Regions from separate parts of the Mus musculus genome. Here region 1 is linked to region 2. The links are chromatin contacts, called in public HiChIP or PLAC-seq maps. All regions are on one chromosome and are shown on one strand. Each heading gives the region's core, a stretch centred on a gene start, on an enhancer-like site or on the middle of the called end of the contact. The rest is flanking DNA. Distances are from core to core; before and after follow the strand shown.

What was found. HiChIP or PLAC-seq counts read pairs in DNA pulled down with a chosen protein or histone mark.
Region 1: an H3K27ac HiChIP or PLAC-seq map of VIP interneurons shows a contact between it and region 2, with 9 times the contacts expected there. The contact joins two enhancer-like sites. A contact is called at or near these places in 3 of 484 Hi-C or Micro-C datasets (olfactory sensory neurons and uterus) and 7 of 115 datasets of contacts at active chromatin or transcription factors (VIP interneurons, astrocytes, bone marrow-derived dendritic cells and 2 more).

The regions. Positions count from the first base shown.
Region 1 is chr2:21,915,392-21,921,258 of GRCm38.p6, forward strand. It overlaps Gm39767 (a long non-coding RNA gene), which reads right to left. Exons shown (of 6, transcript XR_866004.1): 4 at 3,570-3,683. Among named protein-coding and RNA genes, the nearest start is that of Gm39767, 46 kb to the right of the region's middle. Within about 2 kb of position 3,015, at least 113 of the 459 cell types and tissues checked have an H3K27ac peak or open chromatin away from gene starts, as enhancers often do. A contact at or near this core is called in VIP interneurons, where this site is marked.
Region 2 is chr2:21,397,066-21,403,238 of GRCm38.p6, forward strand. It overlaps Gpr158 (G protein-coupled receptor 158), which reads left to right. Exons shown (of 11, transcript NM_001004761.1): 2 at 2,256-2,361. Among named protein-coding and RNA genes, the nearest start is that of Gpr158, 33 kb to the left of the region's middle. Within about 2 kb of position 2,811, at least 7 of the 459 cell types and tissues checked have an H3K27ac peak or open chromatin away from gene starts, as enhancers often do. A contact at or near this core is called in VIP interneurons, where this site is marked.

The DNA of each region.
Region 1 (5,867 bases), core at 1,765-4,264, 520 kb after region 2:
TAAGACTTGAACTCCCATTGGAGCAATGCCAGAGAAGGCTTTGCTTCTTCCTGAGTCATGGACTCAGTTGTTTCATGTGCTTCATCTAAAAGATCCTGACAGAGAGTAAAAGATTATTTAAGCCCCTAGACCTGTGTCCAAAATAGCACCATTGTTCCAGGATGTCAGGTGTTTGTGTTTTTTGCCAGGTGTTTGCAGTTTTGCCTTTATTGCCCAATGCCGGGTGTTTGTGGTTTGTGTGTCTATATAAGCCTCTTACCCCTTGAGCTTATTGTGGACTCCTCTACCCCTGCGTGGGATACAAGTCATCCCCAGTGCACTGGTCTTGTTTGTCTGTGTGTCTCGTCCTTTGTTTTCCTGACCCCTTGGGTTCGTGGTCGACTCCTCTACCCCTTTGCGGGATACGAGTCGTCCCCAGTGTACTGATCTTTCCTGAATAAACCTCTTGCAATTTGCATCAAGACCATTTCTCGTGAGTGATTTGGGGTGTCGCCTCTCCTGAGTCAGAACATGGGGAAGTCCTCACATTGTGGATCTTTCACATCTCTGACAGTATATAGCATTCAGAAATAAACAAGTAAATAAACAAGGTGTCCTGATTTGAAATATCACCTAGATTATTTAAATCTCAGGGCTCTATCATCTCCACCCACTACAATCAAAAAAGTTGTGTTCAGTTAATCCAGCTTTAATGTTTCAGTTCTCATCATGTAGACCTGAGGAAAACACAAAGGACTTGGGATAAATGCACATGTGTAGTAGCTACCTGATCCTGCCATTTTCTTTTCATTCCCTTCTTCCCTGTTGAGAGGAAGCCCTACAGAGGCATGACAATGTCTCCCTGAATGGAGTGGTAGACCCTGTCAACCCAGCCCAGCTAAGCTCCCAGCCAGCAGCCAGCAGGTCTCTCACTCAGTTAGGTCATTTTGAACCTCCTAGACATTCCATAACTCCAGCCAATCACGGGAAAGGAAGAGCTACTGGTGAGACACTGTGTATTGTTACTGACTCATGCCACCGAGGTAGCATGTGGTTTGCCATGCAATAGTGAAGTAAGTCAAACAGCATGGAGACACTGGTGGAAACAAATCCCTTCATTAGTATGAAGAAGCAATCTCAGAGATATGGACTGGCTTGATATATGTGGAGGCTTCCTCCCATTGAGACTACTTTTCAGATCATCATGGGAAGGGATTAGAAAACCAATCTGAGTCCCAACCACAGACCTTCAAAACAAACAAACAAGCAAACAAAAAAACAGTAGCATGGAATGACCCAAGGTTCTAGCTGGTGCCAACCTCAGGTTGGCAGCAGGGGCAACCCTCATCTGATGGCCCACATTTTAAAATGATACCTGACACTTCCTGAAGGTCACAAAGCTTCACCTCTGGGAAATATTGCTGGGGGCTGGATTTGAAGGACACTTGGTACTCTACCATAGGCGTCTCTAAGGAGTCCCAGTTATTGGTGAGCAACCAACTGATCGAATCCAAAGGAACAGATCCAAGCAAGAGAAAAAAAAAAATCTGGAATTCTTGCAGCATCCAATACTCACACAAAAAAAAATCTCATCTTGAACTTCCTCATCCTCCCTGGATCTGTGGATTTCTTGGACTGTTCTCACCGTAGTACTGAACTAGACCATGTTCTAGGATAACATGGCTCTGTCATGGATCTCAGCAAGCACCCAGATAGTTCTTGGAGCAAAGATTGTGGGTGAACAAGGCTAAATCTAAATCATCATGCTGCAGCGTTAAAAGCTGTCCTTCCCCTCTACCCCCTCATTCTTACTCCCCCAATTCCCACCCCCCTCTACCCCCCTCAGCTAGCAAGGAATACCTGTTTTATTAGGCGAAGGAAATTCATGTGAAATAAACCATTCAAAGCTATCGGAGTTTGGTGTCGTGTACAATACATGACCTGAGGTTTGTATGCACATAAAAACTGTTCGGTAGTGGGCTATTTTTCTTTTGAAATTTGCCACTTTGTATGGTGACCTTTTCCTTAGGTGACAGTTGGAGGAACTTTTAGTTCTAAATGTAGTGATTAGGTTGTGAAGTTGGCATATCAAAATTATAATATTGGATTTCTATTTTTAAGTGACTGTAAAAAGACTCTATTCCAACAAGAGGCGAAACAAATTGGCATTCTTTATAAAATAAATGTGGGTTGTAATGACCTTCCTTGACAGAACAAAATGTGGATGAAGGAGATGGGGGAGAGGCTGTTAGAACGTGAGGACGCAAGAGTAATGTTCAGTCAATTTGGGAGATTCTGAAAGACAAGGAGGCATCTGCATCTTCCCCCCCCCCCCACCCGCCCACCGACCCGACGCATGGATTTTAGGATCTCTCTATCTCCAGGAGGTCTGAAGACATCACCAAAACACTGAGGGCCTAGGAGTGGAAACAGAACACAACAAATAACCTTGTATTTAGTAGCTAATGAGTTGGAGCAAAATGCTGTAGGTACTTTCTACAGTATCTTGTTTTCTCAGCTCAGTTGTTTGCAATTTTATCTGCAAAGAATAAGATTTTCCAGCAGGTGGCAGCAGACATCTTTTAAGAAAGAAAAATTATTTAGATTACATTAAATGGAGAAAGAGCAAAGGCAGGGGGTGAGGAGGGGTGGGAGGGTGAGGGATGGAAGAGTGGAGGGAGCGGCAAAGAGAGAAAGCGCAAGACAGTGGAGCAGTGGACTCTAGAAAACACCGCTCTTCTCTTCTCAGAGGAAAGCGGAGTGCATGCCACTTACACCATCTCCTGTTTCGTGTCCTTGTTGGGAGGAATTGCTTATATGAGGTGTTACATGAATGGCACATGCCGAAGATATGGCGGTTGAGGTGGGGTGGCGGAGGTTGGAGCACAGAGAGCCAGCCCTGATTCTAATACCCTGGGAACGCATGGACTAGCTGCAGACACTGGTCCCTTCTGGCTTCCCCCTCTGACCTGCTTTCAAAGACACCCACTTCCCTGTTCCTCCAGGCTATTCTGTATGCAGGAAGCATCCCAGTCTGGCTCCTGGCTCCAAAACTGGACACCCCCGCCCGCTTCCCCAGGCAGCCAATTTAGCCTGCTTGTCCTCCTTGCCTTTCTGGGTTGGCGGTTGCCATGGCAACCTCCAAGGCTCTTCGGGCTTTCTTACTGACTGACCAGGCCTGGAAAACCGTTTTGGAATCGACAGTGCTGTATTTGTGGGGAATTTTAATGAAAGAGCAGCCTGACCTAGCTTCAGTGTTGCACTGTGGAAAATGGCAGGGGCGTGAGGGGCTGCTGAACTGTAAGGGGCAGCAGCTGCCAGAAAGATGGACCGCTTGGGAGAGACTAGAGAGAGAGAGCAATGCCCTTTGTTATTGCTTCATCTTCAGGAAGAAGGGGTCCTTGTCACAACTAGTGGAGCAATTCCCCAACACAGTAGGGGCATTTAAAGACACCCGAGCAAAGGCAGTTCTTTCTCTAGGTTTTAATAAAGGTGTAAACTTAAGCTTATTTTCATTCATGAAACAAAACAAGCATTTCCACAGGTAAATGTGGGGGAAATGGCTCTGACAATTTAGACTTGAAGCTTACCTCTGTTGCACATTTTGATTTTTCCAATTTCCAAACGTTCTGAGACAGGCAGCCTCTTCGGCACTCTCAGTGAATCCCCCTCTTCCTTCAACACAGCCTGGCCTCACCAGTTTGCTTCAGAAGACAAAAATACAGCAACAATGATGGGATGCCACTTTTACAATGAGGTGCAACTAAAAAGTGGGTTTTAAATTTTGTGTCTCCCAATACCCTGTCACTAGAATCCCTGACTGCCACTCCATGAGGACAGTCAGGCAGCTATGATAGTACCCACATGACAAGAATTGAAGAGAGGCTCTGATCCCAGTTTTGCCTCAGGATGACCCAGTTTTTCTGCTGGTGGCTTCACTTCTCTCTAATGAGGGAACAAAAGCCAGAGGCTCCGGCTGAGCTACAGCTGGAACCTCAATCCACAGAAAATAAATTGTCATCTCAAGCCAGCACATTCCGGGAGTCTCAGTTAAACAGAAATAGGTATCTAATAGAGTCATTTGTGTGGGTTTCCATGTTTTGGACTGTTGGGAGTATGTGTTCTTAGGATCTCTCTGGTTGTGTACTTAATTCCAGGCTTATCACTCACATCTCTAAGAAGCAGGAGGCAGGTCACCAACCCTCAAGTTTCAGTTTCCTCATCATGTAAGTTGATACAGTGTCCCTCGTTATCTGTGAGAGATTCTCCCATGATCCTCCTATGATATGCAAATGCATGGGTGCCCAAGTACCTTACATAGATGGCATTGTATTTGAATATAAGATGTGAACATTTACACACAGGCTTTAAATCACCTCCACAACTGCTTATAATAGTCAATATAATGGAAATGCCACATAAGTAGATACACTACAATATTGTTTAGGGAATAGTGATAAGAAATCTGCACATACAAACTAGAAATGCAATTTTATTTAAATTTTGTTTAATATTTGAGTAGATTCATAGATGCAGAGCACATAGACACTGGGGTCTGGCTTTACTTGTAAAGGTTTTGAACATAGTGAAAAGAAAATGCTTGGTAAACTAGTTATAATCACTACTGAATACAAATCATTCACATTTCCAGTACAGCTTTCTCTATATCTACAGCAATTACTTATCTCAGTGACTGAGTTGCTGACCAAACCAGTACCATTTATCTATTGCAGATAGATTCTAAAAAGAGTCATGCAGACACATGGACTAGGGTTTTACAAAGATGCTGTGATCCTTGAATCTTTTTAATTCTGTAAGGTCTGTGAAGACTGTACTGAGAAAGCCATAACCTGGGCAGCCAGGCTGGCCTACAGACACCAGGGAGAGACTTCTGGAAAGCTGGTCATTCTAGAAATAGGTGAGATAACTATGTCTCTGATGAACTGGATTGAAGCAATTGGGCAGCATCATGGTGGTATGCCATTGGAAGCCAGGGCCTACATATTGTGATGGCTGATACTCTTACATCACAGATACATTTAAGGAAGGTTACATTAGGGAATAGAATTTCCTGAAATTCCATTTATACACCAAGAACAATCTAGGAAGGCCTTTGCAAAGTTTCATTTCAGACAGTCTAGCCTTGTGACTAACTCCAAGAAAACTTTGTTGAAAACCCTTTATTGTAAAGATCCTCTGAGGATCATGGGTACTTGGCATATTTTAAATCTAAAATACATTTTTGTTTGTTTGTTTGTTTGTTTGTGACAGTCTCACTCTAGACCCAGTCTGGCCTAGAACTCAGGATCCTCCTTCCTTAGCTTTCCAAGTACTAGAATTACAGGTCTGCCCCATCACCCCAACACCTAAACCTGAAATACTTTGAAAGTTAACAATTTTCTTGAAAGAGATAAGGAAATAGTGAAAGAAAATGATAACAAAGAAAGAGAAAAGAAAAGGGAGAAGAAAGGGCTGTCAGTGAACCACATGACATCAGTCAGGAAGCCTTTGCTTCATTGACTTATGGGACCAGCACCATTACTACCACCTCATTAGCATGTGCTGCCTGCATTCTCTGCATCAGACACTGAGTCATCTTCAGCCACATGCTCAGAGGTCAGCAACTGGTGTCCCAGGATAGGATAAGCATCCCAGAACAGGCAGTCATGGTCTTACAGCACTTACTTAGGCAGACCCCTATGTGTCAGGCCACTTCAGGCAGAATGCTTGCTGCATATGCACAGCCCATCAACTCATGCACACAATGCTTATACACTTCTATCCCAGGAGACACTTCAAATAGGAATCTTCAGAACTCACAGAGCTCGGGCCTGGTCATCCTGACTCAGCTGTTTGCTCCGCTGCTAACCAGTGGGAACTCGATCGTC
Region 2 (6,173 bases), core at 1,561-4,060:
TGTGAGGACGCAAACTTACAGCACTTGGAGGTAGCTGTGACACATAGAGATATTCCCGGAGACAGAATATTAGAACTGTCAAGGACAGATGGAATTTTTTTTCAGACTATGAGTAAGGGAACACACTGGTCTGCAGAGCACCAAGGGGCTTAGGGGAGTAGTTGTTGCTGTTTTCCAGTCTCTGGAGGTCACCACTAGACTTTTTCTGGTGGCCCGTGGAGCTTCCCAGATGTGGAAGAAGAACATTTCCGCCCCTGAGACCTTGCTCTAGGGACTCAAGCACAGGCGTGCTGGGGCTGCAAACTGGCTTCTGAATGAGGGACTTTCTGTGTTTGGGTCTCTGCATTCCTTCCACCTGTCTGCTGTTCCTCAGAAAGAGAGCTTTTCCCCCTCTCACCAAGTCCTCCCGAACTCCCTCTCCCTCTTCGGAAGTCTGCAGCTCCTTCCCCAGGACGCAGTAGTTCTCTGGGCACCAAGGAGACCTAATGAAGATGAGTCAGCGCTGACTTCCCATCTGGCGGCCATACGGCTCATTTACCTCTGGTGTTTTTTTTTTTCGCAAACCCAAAGTGTTTTGTGGCTGGATTGAAAGTCTGTGGCCGACTTTTTGGTGTCTGTGTATGAACTTGAAATTAAGTGAGAACGTTCTTAACCAGTACGCTACTTATTTCCGAAGCCAATTTTCTTCAAGGAAAAGGAGCAGAATCGTAGCACCGGTGAGAATGGTGCTGAGCAAGCTGGGACATTTGTCCTGTCGTAGCACTAAGCTCCCGTTGGTGTTGCAAACAGCTGAAGAAAATCAGAACTCATTATTTCTAACAATTGTGACACACGTAAAAATGGATATTTTGGTTAATTTATGCTTTATAATGAGGCATTCATGGGAGAATACTAAAATGCAGTAACCAATAATAGTCCAGTGGAAAACTTCATGATTCTGGTAATGAAAGGTATGAAGGGCTATAATTATTCCAGTCATAAATTTTATCCTGGCTTCCTCTCATCCCCTTGACCCGTTTCCCTCCGCCGTAATGTTTCTTCCTTTGTAATGTTTCCTGTCCTATTCTTTGTCTTCTATTGTGATAAACACCATGACCAAAAACAGTCTGGGGAGGAAAGAGTTAATTTTGCTCATATGTGGCAGATCGCATTCCTGTCACTGAAGAAAGTCAAGGTCAAAACCTGCAGGTAGGAACTGGAGCAGAGACCATGGAGGTACACTACTTACTGGCTTGCTTACATGCTTTCTTCACACTGCTTTTTTGGACAACTCAGGCATACCCACCCAGCGGTGGTACCATTCACACTGGGCTTGTCCCTCTCCCATCAAATCTTTGATCAAGGACCTGCCTCACAGGCTTGCCTACTACTCAGTCTGAGTCTATATAATGGGAGTGTTTTTTCAGATCCTTCTTCTCAGATGACCGAGGCTTGCATCCAATTGACAAAACAAAGAACAAAACAAAGAACAAAACAAAACAAAACAAAACAAAAAAATCAATCAGCACATGTAATAGAATTTATTTTAACTATCATTTATTATCTGTCATGTAGAGTATGTCAGAAACACATGGATATGTTTGTGTCTCCCCACAACACCATGAATAATACATTCATAAGCAACATTGGCTTTGTTGGCAGCAGTTTGCCAACCGCTCTTGAATGTACCGTGTTAGCTGGCCAAAGCAAGTGCAGGTTCTTTTATCCTAATCATGGCTACTACTACTAACTCCTATATTCTATATTTTACATCACACTGTAAATACCCACCTATCTATCCTCTATGAACTTATGCCACTTATAGAAGATCAGAGGAAGAGAAGCTTTTCTTCTCTCACCCCCTGCCTCCAGTTACCCTAACCTCTCTGTTCTCTCAACACAGTATGAGACTTAGCAGTAGTAGGAAAGGGGTCGAAGCTTGTCTGGGATTCACTTAGAGAAGATACTTTTTGGAGGGTGTTATGTCAGAGTCAAGGTTTCTGCTAGGTCCACACCAGTATTGTCTGCTTTAGTCAACCTTCAGCTATGTACAGTGTCTGTTGTATGCCAGGGGCCAGAGATAGTGAAGGTCGAGCAAAATCAGAACTTGCCACATTTGTCCTCCTGTGTTTCTGTACCGAGCAAACCCAAGTTAAATCGGAATGGGTGAATAAGTTAAGGCTCTCCTTACATTTGTCTGATTACTAGGGCAGAACACTTACAAATTCAAAGGCTCAGCTTATTTTTTTCTTTTCTTTCTTTTTTTTTCATTTTAGGGGTGTGATGAAAGTTGATATAAGCCTTCAGAAAGTGGACATTGACCAATGTTCGAGTGATGGCTGGTTTTCAGGAACTCACAAATGCCACCTTAACAACTCAGAGGTAAGAATACAAGGATAAGATCCAAGGAAAACAGAAGTGAAGGCTTGGATGCCTCTCACACTTGTTTTATTTGCGTGGGCGAATGACCATGTGCATACTTCTGAGGAAAAAAAAAACGAGTCTGTGCAGATCTCAGTTCTGTCAAATGAACTGAAGGGAGGTGGGGGCAGGGAAACACAATTGTTGCAGAGGAACTGTTTGAGGGACTCTTAAGATGAGGCTACAAGCAAGGTTATGTCTGAAATGTGACTTTAATTAAAGGCTGAATTTATTCTCCAAAATGGGCTGGAAATATAAAACAGTCATGGAATGAGAGAACAGTCCCAGTGGGAACAAACAGATTAAGCGTCTCTTAATGGGCGGTGATGCTTATTGTCACATTTGTGGGATCTATTCAGACACATTGCCATCTGCTAAAAGGCTGTAGAGCAGGTGTGGCAGGGCAATTTGGAAAACAAGGAGAAAATTATACGCAGGAGCCTGGAGAGAGACTGGTTATAGTGTGTGTGCTTTCCTCTCACCATCCCATTGCTTGCTTGGGTGGGATTCTGGTTAATAAGAAGCAGAGATCAGCCTTCTGCACAGGCCCTTTTTTTCTTTTTTTCTTTTTTCTTTTTGTCCAGAAAAACACAATGACCTTGTCACTTGCCTTTTGTGGTTTCAGAGGAGAAATACTCTGACATACTAAATATGTTCTCAGTAATCTGTCTCTAAGGTCCAAAGATGCTGTGAAAAAGAACATAGTTCCAGTTTGCTGATCTTAAACACTTGGGATGTCCCAATGTTGACTCCATAAACTTGTAAGGAAAATTGGCTCAACTTGTTTTCAATAAGAGGGTGTTTCTACAAAGTCACAACCAACATCCTTAATTTGAACTTTTTCCAGTTCTGAATGACAGTTGTGCACAGTGCATATATATGGTTTCAAAGCAAGAACACTTAAGCCCGCAGGATGTTTGCCATTAAGTACTTCTTTTTGTCATTGCAACTATAGGTATACAGGTATATGCATCTACATATATGGATATATTCTCCTTGTATGTGCACCATGTGCACACCCAACAATTCCATGCTATTATAGATCACTCAGATACTCCCAAGATCACCACACTCCCAATAACCTTCCAAATTCTTCCACTCCCCTATCTGTCACATACACCTTTATCTACTCTCATGCTTTTTCTCAGTATCCCTTAAGTCTCCCTCCCCGAGTACCCCAATACCTCTATCATTTCCTATGTCTCTCTATCTATGGCACCTCAATCGTGTTACCGTGATACTACTTCGCCTCTTTGGTTCCTCACACCTGTTCCCAGACCTCTTCCACATCTGTATACCTTCATGTAGCCAACCCTCTGTAGCTCAATCCCATACCCTAGTGGGACTGTAGGATGTGTCTGAACCTTTTTGCTTTCTTAATTCACAAAAGATAAAATTCTCTTTCTATATTTATTACTCCTATGGTTTTGGGTATTTTTTTGAGTGGGGGGCTGGGGGGGGTTACTTCTCATTGGATTACTCTGGCAGTTCCAAAAATATAAATTTGAATTGATGATTGATAATTATCCTTAGTTTGGTTATTATCCCCATAACAATTACATTTGGGCACTTGCATAGTCTTTAGCTAGCATGGAATATATTTTTCCTGCTGGGTGTCCCACCGCGGTTACTGGTCTAAGGGTGACCATTTCTATGCAGTCTTGTTTCAGGGGGGTGCTGCGTTCAACAGTGTATCTAGAAGCAGAAAGATAGGCCATTTTTAGCTCATAATACTCTTTGTGTCATTTTGGTTTCTTTATAGCATTCATTCTTTTAACTGGATAGTTTTATTACCAACAACTGCGTTGAGAAAACTCATTTGTTTTCATTGTTTCCTCAATATTAATTTTCTGAGTCTTGTGTACTTTCAACACTTTCAAATAAGTTATATCAAGGAACTACTGTGTTTTATATCCTGGATGAACAAAGATTAGGTTGAAATATGTGGCTTTTAGAATTATATGTGGAAGTATTATATTTATTCAATTCATCGTGAAACTTTTTGAAAAGCATATTCTTTAGGACCAGTGGCAATTCAATGACTCATTTGTAAATACTGTAGCAAGAAGCTTAGTGGACAAACAATATCAAGAAGCTGAAATGAGGGGCTGAATAGAGGGCTCAGAGGTTAGAACACTGGCTGCTGAGCAAAGCCCCTGGATTCAGTTTCCAGCATACACAGAACAGCTCCTGTAACAGGTACTAAAGAGATTAGGGCCCAATTCTGGTCCCTGACAGTTCCAGACACATATGTGGTACACACACACATACAGGCAAAACTCTTAAACTCATAAACTTTTTTTGAGAGAGAGAGAGAAAAAAAGACAATGTATATTTTGCATTAGAACCTGGCTCTAAGCTCTGTGGCTTTTCCAGGTACTCAAGTTGAAAGGGATTTTGTTTATGACTGGTCCAGCTTGAGACACATGCCATGAGAAGGACTCCAGCCCTGACACTGCTTGGAGGGCCAGGACTCAGAGGCTAGATAACCTGGAGACCTAGGATAGAACCAAATACAACAGGAGAAAAAAGTCAATGAAATGACTCCTGAGAGGCTTCATCCAGCAACTGATGAAAACAGATGTGGAGACCCACAGCCACACATCATGTAGAGCTTGGGGAATCTTGTGGAAGGGTGGGAGGCAGGACTGTAGGAGCCGGAGGGCTCAAGGACATTACAATAAATACTGCAGAATAACTTACAGAATCAACTACCCAGGGCTCATAGGGCCTCACAGAGACTGAACCAACAACTGTGGAGCATGCATGGGACTGACTTAGTCCCTCTGCATATATGTTACAGCGGTATAGCTTGGTCCTCTGTGTGACTCCTTACAGTGGGAGCAGTGACTGTCTTTGACTTGTTGTGTTCTTTTGGTCAATGGTCCCCCTACTGGGTTGCCTCATTCAGCTTTAATAGGAGAGGAGGTGCCTAATCTTAACTGCAATTTGATATTCTATGTTTGGTTTATACCCACGAGAGGCCTGCCCTTCTCTGAAGGGAAATGGAGGAGAGGTGGATGGGACAGGAGGGGGAGGGGGAGAAAATGGGGGAGGGGGTTTACAAGGGAGGAGGGAGGTAAAAACATCATGGGGATATAATATATGAGAGAAGAATAGATTAAGGAAATTAAGGAAAAAGAAAGTAACGTGTTTTTGGTTCTGGGTTGGCCTCAGGATGTTCTTGGTGGGGTGGTGTATCTTACACAAGGGCTATTTGTCATGAAACTAGTCATGCTTCTCTGAGCTCCTCCAGGTGGTGTTGGTCTCTTCATGAAGCCGCGGTAGCTGCATATCACACCTGATGTCTAGGTCTTCGGAAGCCCTTCCAGGTCCTTCTCTGCTGGTGTGAATTGGAGTTTTTCTTGAAGAGTTCACTTTTTGGGAAAACAAAGAAAAATCTCCTGCTTGGAGGATTTTTTCATCTGCTGTGGTTTTCTTTTGTCCTGATCTTGTGATTCTAACTCCAGGGTCACTGTATAATCTGCCATTTACTGGAAAACAATAAGAGTCACATTTTTACTATGAAGATTTTATCTTTATGAATATGTATCGTTAGAAACCAGGACACCAATCACAGCTTGAAGTAGGTTCTATATTTTGCTAATGTTTATTATTCTCCTCCTGTTAATAGCAGAGGGATTTATACATGGTCAAGTCTTAAGCAGGACAAACTGCACTTTGTAATTTTCAGGGACTTTTCAACTCCTGAAACAAGATATCCGTAGAGCAGGGTCGATGTTGGAAATGGCAGACTGATGTGGGACAATGGC